Linked DNA regions of Mus musculus: all the other regions are linked to region 4. The links are chromatin contacts, called in public HiChIP or PLAC-seq and promoter capture Hi-C maps. All regions are on one chromosome and are shown on one strand. Each heading gives the region's core, a stretch centred on a gene start, on an enhancer-like site or on the middle of the called end of the contact. The rest is flanking DNA. Distances are from core to core; before and after follow the strand shown. Region 1 has its middle 28 kb from the start of Zscan2. Region 2 overlaps Zfp710 (zinc finger protein 710). Region 3 overlaps Iqgap1 (IQ motif containing GTPase activating protein 1). Region 4 holds the start of Unc45a (unc-45 myosin chaperone A).

Region 1 (2,700 bases), core at 3-2,502, 490 kb before region 4:
AAGATGTTTTCTTAATTAGCGATTGAAGCAGGAGAGCCTGTCCATTGTAGGTGGTTTTATCCCTGGGCTGGTAGTCCTGGGTTTTATAAGAAAGCTGGCTGATATTGCTAGGACAAGCCAGTTAACAGCACCCCCCCACACACACACACCCTACGCCCCCCCAACCCTCCAGCCCCCCCAACACCCCCCCCCCCCAACTCCCGCCTCTGCATCAGCTTCTGCCTCCAGGTTCCAGGCCTGCTTAAGTTCCTTCCTATCCTGACTTCCTTTGGTGATGAACAGTAATGTTGAAGTATAAGCTAAATAAACTTTTTCCTTCCCAACTTGCTTTTTGATCATGGTGTTTCATTCAGGTGGTCCCTCCTGTCTCTGCTCTCTGCTTCTCTTTCCAGTACTGGGATTGAAGATGTATGTTTTTTTTTTTTCTTTGTTTGTTTCTTTGTTTGTTTTTTGAGACAGGCTTTTTCTCTATAGATCCCTAGCTATCCTGGAACTCAACTATGTCGACCAGGTAGCCTCCTGTGTGCTGGGATCAAAAGTATGCACCGCCACGCCCATGCGTAGCCACGCCCATGCCACTTTTCCTGCTGAGCCTTTTCTGAGAGCTAGTGGTGTGAACTCGGGTCCCAAAGCTTGTATAGCAAGTACTTTACCCACAGAGCTATCTCTTAGTCTCCCCTCACCCCCAAACTAAGTTTCACTAGCCCAGGTTAGCCTGAACTCCTATGTACTTGAGTATGCGTATGAACTCCTAATCCTCTTGCAAATACCGGAATTACAGATGTATGCCGCTATGCCAAGCTTAGGTGGAAATTTTTAAATGTCCAGTGCTTGATCATAGCCAATCAGGCGGGGCTGGTGAGATGGCTCAGTGGGTAAGAGCACCCGACTGCTCTTCCGAAGGTCTGGAGTTCAAATCCCAGCAACCACATGGTGGCTCACAACCACCCGTAATGAGATCTGATGCCCTCTTCTGGTGCGTCTGAAGACAGCTACAGTGTACTTACATATAATAAATAAATAAATCTTAAAAAAAAAAACTTATAAAAAAAACTTATATAACCAATCAGGCTAACTTAAATAAGAAAGTAATATTTAATAACTCATAAAACAGTGTTTTTGTATTTAGAAAGAAGCAGCTGCATTGAGACAACAGAAACGGATGAACTGGCGCTGCCCTTGGAGCCCTGCACCTGCAGCAGGGAGTCTGGCGCTGGTGGAGAAGCCCCGCCTCCTTCCCGGATCAAGCCGACAGCAAGCCAGGGGCTGTGTGATTGGTGCAAGCTGCTCTTAAAGGAGCACCAGCTGCCTCTCAGCTTCTCTGCTACAAAACCTCAGTGCCCACGAGAGTTGGATCAACAGGTGGCAAGGCGCTCATCCCTTGAAATTAAGATTTTTGTCTGCTTTAAATATATAAATAACATTTGCCACTACACCTTTATTTCTGACTGCTCTTAAACGTTTACTGTGTTCTGCATGTCTTGTTTATAAAATATTGGTTTATAATTTATAATTTATAACGTACATATTGCTCTATAAATTATGGTAATGATACCAGGAATAAAAATTAAGGATTTTTTAAATTCTATATTTTATTTATTTGCATTTCAAATGTTATCCCCTTTCCTGGTTTCCCCTCCACAAACCCCCTATCCCATGCCCCCTTCCCTCTGCTTTTATAAGAATGCTCCCCCACCCACCAACCCAACCCCTCCTCATCGCCCTGGCATTCCCCAACACTGGGTCATCAAGCCTTCACAGGACCAAGGGCATCTCCTTCCATTGATGCCAGATAAGGCCATCCTCTGCTACATATGCAGCTGGAGCCATGTGTACTCCTTGGTTGGTGGCTTAGTCCCTGGGAGCTCTGGGGGATCTGGTTGGTTGATATTGTTGTTCCTCCTATAGGGTTGCAATCCCCCCCCCCTTTTTTTTTAGAAGTTTACAGCATTAACAAAGGTTAAGAATCACTGGCTCTTGAAATTCCGCCCCCACCACCACTTCCTTTCAGCTTGCTTGAGCCCTGGCAAGGCTCCAGCAAGCCCTTCCTGTCAGCCCAACGTGCCAATAACAGCTTCCTCAGCCAATCAAGGTTCTTGCCATTTTCCCATCTTGTTAACCCCTTTCCTGTGCTGACACTGCCTTCGGCTTAAACCTAATCACACGGGAAACTGTTATGCTCTATAATGATATACCAGATAAAGGTCAGAAAGGGTGGTAGTCTCTTTATGGAGTATGTTTTTGGGGTTAAAAAGTTTTATTTTGATATTAGAAGAGCTTCAATTCAAAACTGACTTTTAAGGCTCAAACATAACAGAGATAGATAACCAGTATCCTTGTAAATGATCAAATAATTTAATCTGTTCAGAAATATATAAGAAGCCATGCTAAGAACTGATGCAGTTAATTTCAAGATTAAGCTTTATTTAGTCTTCTGTTTTATATTTTCAAGGTATAGTTTAGAGCAGATAACTAAAAACAGGTAGGTACTAGCCCTCAAACCAGTCAGAGATCTCCTGAATGTGGCATTTAGTATGTTTAAACTTACCACGACAGACAGAGACTCCCAAATCCTAACAGTGACCCTCCAAGGTATCCAAGAAAATATGGGCACAACCACAAAGGACATAACTACTGGACATAACTGCCCCAGCGCCTCGCCCACTGCCAGAGCCCGGCCTGAGCTGTGGACAGAGGACA
Region 2 (2,700 bases), core at 29-2,528, 260 kb after region 4:
CCTTCCCCAGCATTGCTTGGGTGCTCTGCCACCAGCTTCCTGGCCTCTGCCCACTCCCGTGCCCGTGCCAGCTTCCCCAGGACTACAGCACACCAACAGCATGCCTGTGCTGTGGGTGCCTCCTCCTGGGCTTCAGATATTCACGTCCCCACGCCCTGCCTTGGCTCAGTTCCTGACACACTCCAGAAAGAGGAAGGACACTCGTGGGGTGGCTCTGGCCTGCCTCACTCCTAGGGCCAGCGTCCGGCACATGGCCAGCGGACAGCCCTTCCTCAGGAAATCAGTCCAGGCCTGACGCTGCCCTCCCCCCAGCACAGGAGCTTCCTCTTCCTGAGGAAGCTAAAAATACCCCAGACAGGAATCCGGCCTCCTTGCAACAGACACGGAAGATTAAACTGTTAAGCTCAGAGCAGGGCTCTGGTGGAAGGGGTCACATGGGAGTCCTGCCGGGAGCGTCCGGATCCATCTGGAACTGTGCAGGTGGCTAAACTCACTTCTGCTCACCCTCGCCTCGGCCAGCTTCACTTGACTAGGGCTGCCCACTTCAGTCACTTGTAATTGGTTACTAAAAGGTCACTCCTATGCCTTAGTTTCTCCATCTGAACAAGGATGAAAGCTCACAAGGAAGGGCATGGGACCCCCAAGAACGTGCTGCAGGCAGGACAAGGATCTTAGTTAATTACAAAGCCCTGAGTGAGAGCAAAGATGGACAGAGCTTTATCATCCTAGATCCCCAGAAAGAAGACAGTCTCAGGGCTGGAAAAACTTTTCATCCTTGGGCCCCAAATTCAGCAAAGCTTTGGTGATTGCAAGGATAGCTGTCAAGAATTAAGAACTCATTAAAAAAAAAAAAATTGCGGGGCTGGTGAGATGGCTCAGTGGGTAAGAGCACCCAACTGCTCTTCCGAAGGTCCGAAGTTCAAATCCCAGCAACCACATGGTGGCTCACAACCATCTGTAACGAAATCTGACTCCGTCTTCTGGAGTGTCTGAAGACAGCGACAATGTACTTACATATAATAAATTTTTTTAAAAAATTGCTAAATCCCAGCTGGGTAGAAGGTCTAGTGCATAGGGAAGGTGAGGGACTCTGTCCCCACGGAACCCACTAGCCAGAGGTGGCTTTCCTAAATACAATGGAGAGAATGCCACGGTCTGCCACACCAGCCCGTCCCAGACACAGCACCAGACAGCAGCCCCGAGTGTATACAGTGGCTTTGAGCAAACAATACACTCAGCAAAATTTTTAGACTTCCCACAAGTCAGGACCCAGGGGGATGGCAGGGCCAGCCAATCACGGGCAGGGCCTGTGCTTGGAACTTGGCACTGGAAGCTGGGTGTGACAGCCCACGCCTGTAGTTCCAGCGCTTGGAAGGTGGACTAAGTTCAGGAGTTCAAAGTCATCCTCAGCTACATACTGAGTTTTGAGCAGATAAAACAAACAAACAAACAAACAAACAACGAGTAACAATAACAAGAATCGGGGTTGAGTGCTAAGGTCAGCGCTAAGTCTGTCCCACTGTGTCTCAGAGTTCAGTTTCTCCATTCCCACTCTTAGGGAGGCTTTCTGACTTGGAACACACAGGACAAGACAGTGTGGCTTTCCTCAGAAGCCCAGTTGCTACACCCCCCACCCTCCCATAACCCCAAGAAAATGATGCACAGGGCCTAATTCACATGCAGACAGAGGGTGACCACTGATCTCTGGCCAACCCTGCTTGAGGGGAGACCATGAGCGGGGTCTGTTTCCTGACTGCAAGAAAAGTCCTGCAATTAACTATACAAACTGGGGTCCCCTCCAGCAAGGAGCCACTCCTTCGTGTCACATACAGGATATAAACCAAGTCTATATATCCCAGGCCACCTGGGCCTAACCATCCGCCAGGAATAGGTGGTTTTGACTGTTGTCTGTTCTGGCTGGCAAAGGGCTCTTACTCAGTCAGTACTCTTTGAGGGCCAAGGGTGGGGGCCTAAGAATTGTCAATCATAGCCACAGACATGGCAGAAGCTTATCATTACTGGGGGCTCCAGGCCTCATTTAACCCTAAAGCAACCTGACTCCACAGCCAAGGAATGGTGACAGGAGTTCTTAATTAGCAGGGCAGAGCTGGGTCGCACCAGGCATCACTAGCACCCAGGGGGACTCCAATTCCAAAGCTGCCAAATCTGGAGGCCACATCATAGCATAGTGCAGGAGCTGCCCAAGGGTACCTGGGGCCAGCAGAAGCCTGCAACCCGGTGGCAGGGGCTGAGCCCTGTGTATTTGTGGTCTGGTCTCTTGGGGTAGCTATGTAGGCTGTGCATGCGTGAGTATGTATTGTGTCTGCCCAAGTGTGTGTTATGTGTGTGCAGAAGGGGCTCTGTTGACAGAGAGAAGGACAGATTCTAAGTGACTTGCCACTCTGCCTCTCTGTCTGATGTACAGAGATAAGTATGGGGGAGGTGGCCTCTAGTACAGTGTCCTTTTCATCCTTTTGGACCAGTCTTTTGGCTTACTTGTCCCTGAGTCCCCTGGCTCCTCCTCATGGGCTACAGCCCTTCTGTCTGATGCCCTGGCCCTGACTGCTCAAGGCAGAAGAGTCCACAGGGGACTGCATCACTTGTGGCACAGGGGTGCTGCAGGGCCCCAGGGGCCCCCTATGGCACCTGCCTTCTCAAGGCAAGGCCTTTCTTTATCACTTGTGCTGTGGACCCAACCAA
Region 3 (2,700 bases), core at 102-2,601, 380 kb before region 4:
GAGTGCTCTGACACCTGAATCTTCACTCCAGCCCTGATGAGCTGGTGCCCTGGCCTTGAAGGAGGTACCTAACCACCAGTGTTAGCAGTAAGAGATTCTTTGCTGCTCTGTACTTGAAATCTCTCTTTGTTTTCATTTTTATTTGATATGGATACCTTTTGTTAGGGATATTACTAAAATTTGTGAACACATTGCCTCGTTGTAACTCTGAATCACATTTTAAATTCAAAATTAACTCTGTAGCCGTTTTATAACGTAGCTGCCCCTAATTTATTTTTAAGTTTCTTTTTTTTTTCTTTCTGGTGCTTACATTTGACCCTCAGCATTGTGCTTGCAGGCTGTTTCCCACTGAGTTCAATTTCCAACCCCAAATACCTGATTTTGGGGAGTGGGAGGAATCTTATGTAGCCCAAACTATCCTCAAATCCACTATGTAGTTGAGTCTGGCCTTGAACACTTGACTCTCCTGTTTCTCCCAAATGCTGGGATTATAGATATGTGCCACCATGCCGAGCTGCCTAAATATCTATTTTTGCACATTAAAAAATGTACCAAATAAGGATGGTGACACGCACCAGTAATCCAGCTCTCAGGAGACAGAGGCAAGAAGATTCAGAGTTTGAGGCCAGCCTGGACTTCATTGTAATTCCTGGCCAGCCTGTATAGTGAAAGCAATCTTCAAAATCCAAAGCCAGAAATAATCAGACAATTGAAAGGATTCATGAGCGGTGTCCAGACCCAACTATGTGTGTACCACATAGTAGACCTCTTACGGTTTTTGTTGGTTGGTTTCTTTTTCTTTTCTTTTTTTTTTTTTTAAAGATTTATGTATTTATGTATGTAGCTGTCTTCAGACACACACCAGAAGAGGGCATCAGATCCTATTACAGAAGGTTGTGAGCCACCATGTGGTTGCTGGGAATTGAACTCAGAACCTCTAGAAGAGCAGTCAGTGCTCCTAACCAGTGAGTGACCTCTTCAGCCTGGTTGGCTCATTTCTTTTGCAGTGCTGAGAATCAAACTTTGAGCCTCACACATGCTCTACTGCCAAACTGCTCTTCCATGTCTTGCCACACCCTGCCTTGCTTGCCACTGCCGTGGTCTAGCAAACCAGGCTGGTGCCTCTCTGTGAGCAAGCGTTCCGCCTTCTGCACAGGATGCTCTCCCCTCCTGGAATCAGCCTCCCTCCCTCTGCTCCCTACCTGCCTCCTGCCTCCATCAAACAGTGAGCACTGGCCCGCGCTGCCCCCCTACAGCCGCAGTGATGGCCCTTCCCCTTGACTCAGCAGCCCTGAGACATCCTCTGTTGACAGTGCGAGCTGACTCATTTCCCTGCCACCCCCAAAACTGGGAACTCCTAAGACAGTATGTCTTAGTCATCTGTACCTCCCTGTTGGTAACCAGTAGTCTCTCAGCGCATATTAATTCAGTAACTGTGAAAGGATTTCTTCACACACTGTAACTAAGCATACTGCATACAGTCCCTATTCCATTGGTTTCACTGCCAGTGCAGGCCAACCAGTCTGCTAAGGAGACTGTACACTGCTGCTCGGATTCAGGAACTGGTCTGCCTCATAGGTGCCTGGGGTTAGGGTTAGGCTAGGCAGAGAGGACACACCATGGTCCCCATCCTTGGGACACTGCGGTCCCTTCATGCCCTTCCTCACCACCACTCACCAGTTTAGTGGTAGTGACGACAGTGCTGTCGTAAGCCGCCAGGACTGCAGAGAACATTAGAAAACAGCCGATCATACCGATCACCCCAGAGCCAGCTCTTTCCTGATGGCCTTGCCACCCAACACTTTGAGCCTCAGCAGCTCATCTCTAAAGTTCAGATAATTATGCTTCATAAGGTTTTTGTAATGCCTTGAAAAAATAGTGTGTAAGGTGCCTAACCGAGGCCACACACAGGCTCGGTGCTGGATGGTTGCTCCTCCTGTTGTACTTGCATTTACGTTAGACAACCTTTCTCATGCGGAGTTGAAGTTGGAGTCATATTCAGTTTACAAGAGACCCTGGGCTCAGTCTCCTAAAAACAAAGGACTCCAGTAGACTGCAGAGCTGGAGATGTAGTTCTGTTGGTAGAATGCTTGTTTGGCAGGCACAAACCCCTGGGTTTGATCTCAGCACTGTAGAAACTGAGCCAGGCAGCACATACCTGTCATCCCACCATGGGGTCAGGAGTATTCGGTCAGCCTGTGCAAAAGTGCCAGGGGTGGAGGCGGGGCGGGGGCAGAGCAACTGGTAGGTACTGAGACATTACAGGTCATTCTCATTTTCATTTCTCATTCTCATTGGCATATTTCATAAATTGAAATGCCTTTACTTTTTCTATGTGTATTAAAACCTCTAACCTACATCTGAAACAATGGGGAAATGCCATCATAACTTCTTTTTGATTAATCATTCCTTTACATTTCAAATCATATCCCCCTTCCAGTTACCCCTCAACAAATCCCATCCCATCTCCCCTCTCCCCTCTCCACCCTCCCCTTTGCCTCTTGAGGATGATGCTTCACCCACTCATCCATGCCCTGCTCACTGCTCCAGCGGCCCCTACCGTTGTAACTTTTGAAATAAGCTTTAAATGTATTTTAACTGAACATAACTCCTAATTTCCCTTTGTGTTTAGAATCTTTTACTATAAACTAAATGATAACCTAAGACTAAGTTGTAGGCTCCCTGTTGCTCCAGCACCCA
Region 4 (2,700 bases), core at 116-2,615:
TGATAGGACCCAATCACTCTCATCTCTCCACAAGCTTATAATAGAGGAGTTTTCACCCCTGCAAATCTTGGGACTTTAATTTCAGCTTCCTTCTTGTCTGTAGCCAGGGCTTAGAACCCCTGTTGGATTCCTAGGACTACGACTGAGGTGGAGGCGACTTCTTATGGGCCTCCAGGGGAGAGGTCCAGGGCTCCTGCTGACAGGCCTGTGTGGGGGACTGCTTTTCAGTTGGATGAATCTTGCCCAGCCAACCGACCTCTCAGGTATAATACTTTCCCTATCCTCTGAGGGTGACTTGGGGTACGGGAGATCTGATGGTGAGGGGTGGAGAGAGCCTCCTCTTCTCTTCTCTTTGGGACTTGGACCCCATTTTGCACTTTGAGCAGGGTGAAGGGGATGTGGGTAACCTCCCTTCTCTATAGACGTCTTGCTTCTCTCCAGCCCTGGCTCACCACCCCCATTTGTGCCAGACTACACGGGATGCAGAAGGCGGCCACTACCCTGGTTTTTTCTGTCCGCGCCTCTCTGACACTCCCGAGGAAGCCTACTGTTGCCACCTGCAGGCTGCCGGGGGTTCCTGCTGTACCCTGGATGAATTTGAGGCCCTGTACCAAGTTAACTTGTCTTCGCTTCAGCCACCACCCATCCTCAGGTAAGAACTCTAGTCCCGGATTCGCAGAACACTGGCAGAGTGCTCCCGTGTCTTGGGCACTGTCCTTGAATTCTGCAGTGGGAGACTTGTAGCTTCCAGATTAGTGGAGAGGAAGTCACTAAATCATAATTACAACCAATGCTGTAAATGAAAACAAGTAACAGAAGCTGCTTTGTCTTAAGGGGTTTGGACGGTGTTAATAAAGAGGATTTGTTAATCTTGGACACATTGTAGTAGGAGGTTTAATTCTGAATCTGCCGCGTTTGTCTTCAAGGTACTTGCGAGCTCCCAGATTTGTATGCAAAATATGTGTATGCATCTGTATTTATCCCCTGCTCTCGTGGGACTCTGGGCTCTGCAAACCCTGACTTGTAGCAGCCAGTAGACAACCTTGAGTCTCTCCTGTCTCCCCAGGGGTCCAGGCCCGCTCCTAGCACTGGGCATCTACACTCTACTGCTGATGGCACTGATGACTACAGATTTCGTGCACTTCTGCCGTGGTCGGGGACGGAGAGAAAAACAAAACTCCAGCGGCTGCCGCCGCCTTTCCTTTAGAGCCTCTTCCGCGCGCCCTCTACAGGTTCCAGTGGGAACAGACTAGGCGCTCGTGAAGCAGCCCTGAGCCTGAGCCTGCGCCTGCGCAACGCGAGTACCCCGCCCTTGCACAGACCCAACCACTTCTTGGCCTCGCCTTGTTTAGCGTAACACTGACGCATTGCTGGGGCGGGGCAGTCGCCGGCATCTCGCGGATCCCAGGGACACCTTTGCTCTAAAGACTGCGCCTGCACTGGCTCTTGGAGCTTAGCTTCGTGATGACTGTGAGTGGCCCGGAGACCCCCGAGCCCCGACCTTCCGACCCCGGGGTGCGTACTGATTCTCCTGTGCCATCTCCCCTTTCACACATGCGCCTTCGCACCTGGTCGCCGTCACCTTATTCTAGCCCTTCACGGGACTCGGCCAAGACCCGGCTCTTCTCCCAGGCGCGCTGCTCTGCCCAACGCCTTTCTCTCTCTCTCTCTCTCTCTCTCTCTCTCTCTCTCTCTCTCTCTCTCTTCTCTCTCTCTCTCTCTCTCTCTCTCTCTTCTCTCTCTCTCTCTCTCTCTCTCTCTCTCTCTCTCTCTCTCTCTCTCTCTCTCTCTCCCTCTCTCTCTCTCTCTCTCTCTCTCTCTCTCTCTCTCTCTCTCTCTCTCTCTCTCTCTCTCTCTCTCTCTCTCTCCAGGCCAGCTCAGCCGAGCAGCTGCGGAAGGAGGGCAACGAGCTGTTCAAATGCGGGGATTACGAGGGCGCCCTGACCGCCTACACACAGGCCCTGAGTCTCGGCGCGACGCCCCAGGACCAGGCCATTTTGCACCGAAACAGGGCTGCTTGCCACCTCAAGCTGGTGAGGGGATCGGGTTGCTCTAACCTGGTTCTACCTGGGCCTGGGATTGCCCATAGCCGCTGCTGTTTGTGCACCAGTTGGGCATTTCCTAGCCACGCACGATTGCCAGAGGTCTTTAGGCGTGGGTAGTGGGGGATCAGGTGGTTCAGCAAAACAAGGGTGCCATTGCCACTCTCAGGCTCCTGATCTTTCTCTTACAGGAAGATTACAGCAAAGCAGAATCAGAGGCGTCTAAAGGTAGGGTGGGTGTGGGTCCTCATATGGAGCAATGGGGTCTTCTGTGGTGGGAAAGGACTCTGGGGCCACCGAGCCATCCCTTTCTCCTCCTCTGGACCCAGTCACTCGTCTTTCTACTTGCTTTCCCACTTCTTCGGCCTTTCCTTTTCTGCAGCCGCCCTCACCTTTTCTGAGGCTGAAGCACCGAGCTCCACATTCGTACCCCTATCTTCCTTTGGCCCTCGAGATCTATCCCTACTGCTCTTGCCTGGAGACGGTGGCCTCCTGGGTGCTGATAGAGTTCCTGTTTGTGCTCAGCCATTGAAAAGGACGGTGGGGATGTCAAAGCACTCTATCGCCGAAGCCAAGCCCTAGAGAAGCTGGGCCGCCTGGACCAGGCTGTCCTTGACCTGAAGAGATGTGTGAGCCTAGAACCCAAGAACAAAGTTTT

The links. Promoter capture Hi-C pulls out the DNA fragments that hold promoters and counts their contacts. HiChIP or PLAC-seq counts read pairs in DNA pulled down with a chosen protein or histone mark.
Region 1: a contact with region 4 is called in a promoter capture Hi-C map of pre-B cells, with 3 times the contacts expected there. The contact joins the enhancer-like site here to the promoter of Unc45a in region 4. A contact is called at or near these places in 11 of 39 promoter capture datasets (the 3T3-L1 cell line, 3T3-L1-derived adipocytes, the C10 cell line and 7 more), 1 of 484 Hi-C or Micro-C datasets (CD4 T cells), 6 of 115 datasets of contacts at active chromatin or transcription factors (the SCID.adh cell line, embryonic forebrain, embryonic stem cells and 3 more) and 2 of 9 other capture datasets (adipose tissue and liver).
Region 2: an H3K27ac HiChIP or PLAC-seq map of microglia shows a contact between it and region 4, with 6 times the contacts expected there. The contact joins the enhancer-like site here to the promoter of Unc45a in region 4. A contact is called at or near these places in 6 of 39 promoter capture datasets (the 3T3-L1 cell line, the C10 cell line, embryonic stem cells and 2 more), 7 of 115 datasets of contacts at active chromatin or transcription factors (the 230-238 cell line, embryonic stem cells, large pre-B cells and 3 more) and 1 of 9 other capture datasets (liver).
Region 3: a FOXA1 HiChIP or PLAC-seq map of pancreatic cancer cells shows a contact between it and region 4. The contact joins the enhancer-like site here to the promoter of Unc45a in region 4. A contact is called at or near these places in 13 of 39 promoter capture datasets (the 3T3-L1 cell line, the HPC-7 cell line, HPC-7-derived erythroid cells and 9 more), 1 of 484 Hi-C or Micro-C datasets (cortical neurons), 4 of 115 datasets of contacts at active chromatin or transcription factors (bone marrow-derived macrophages, embryonic stem cells, large pre-B cells and 1 more) and 2 of 9 other capture datasets (adipose tissue and liver).

The regions. Positions count from the first base shown.
Region 1 is chr7:80,831,728-80,834,427 of GRCm38.p6, reverse strand. No RefSeq gene overlaps it. Among named protein-coding and RNA genes, the nearest start is that of Zscan2, 28 kb to the left of the region's middle. Within about 2 kb of position 1,252, at least 161 of the 459 cell types and tissues checked have an H3K27ac peak or open chromatin away from gene starts, as enhancers often do. A contact at or near this core is called in the HPC-7 cell line, the SCID.adh cell line, hematopoietic stem and progenitor cells and 3 more, where this site is marked.
Region 2 is chr7:80,076,584-80,079,283 of GRCm38.p6, reverse strand. The region is part of intron 1 of Zfp710 (zinc finger protein 710); the gene reads right to left. Among named protein-coding and RNA genes, the nearest start is that of Gm21057, 2.7 kb to the right of the region's middle. Within about 2 kb of position 1,278, at least 163 of the 459 cell types and tissues checked have an H3K27ac peak or open chromatin away from gene starts, as enhancers often do. A contact at or near this core is called in embryonic stem cells, hematopoietic stem and progenitor cells, liver and 3 more, where this site is marked.
Region 3 is chr7:80,714,127-80,716,826 of GRCm38.p6, reverse strand. The region is part of intron 37 of Iqgap1 (IQ motif containing GTPase activating protein 1); the gene reads left to right. Among named protein-coding and RNA genes, the nearest start is that of Crtc3, 27 kb to the right of the region's middle. Within about 2 kb of position 1,351, at least 105 of the 459 cell types and tissues checked have an H3K27ac peak or open chromatin away from gene starts, as enhancers often do. A contact at or near this core is called in the SN4741 cell line, bone marrow-derived macrophages, neutrophils and 1 more, where this site is marked.
Region 4 is chr7:80,338,884-80,341,583 of GRCm38.p6, reverse strand. Unc45a (unc-45 myosin chaperone A) reads left to right here and starts at 1,365. Exons shown (of 20, transcript NM_133952.2): 1 at 1,365-1,515; 2 at 1,872-2,033; 3 at 2,234-2,270; 4 at 2,568-2,700. The coding sequence starts at 1,465.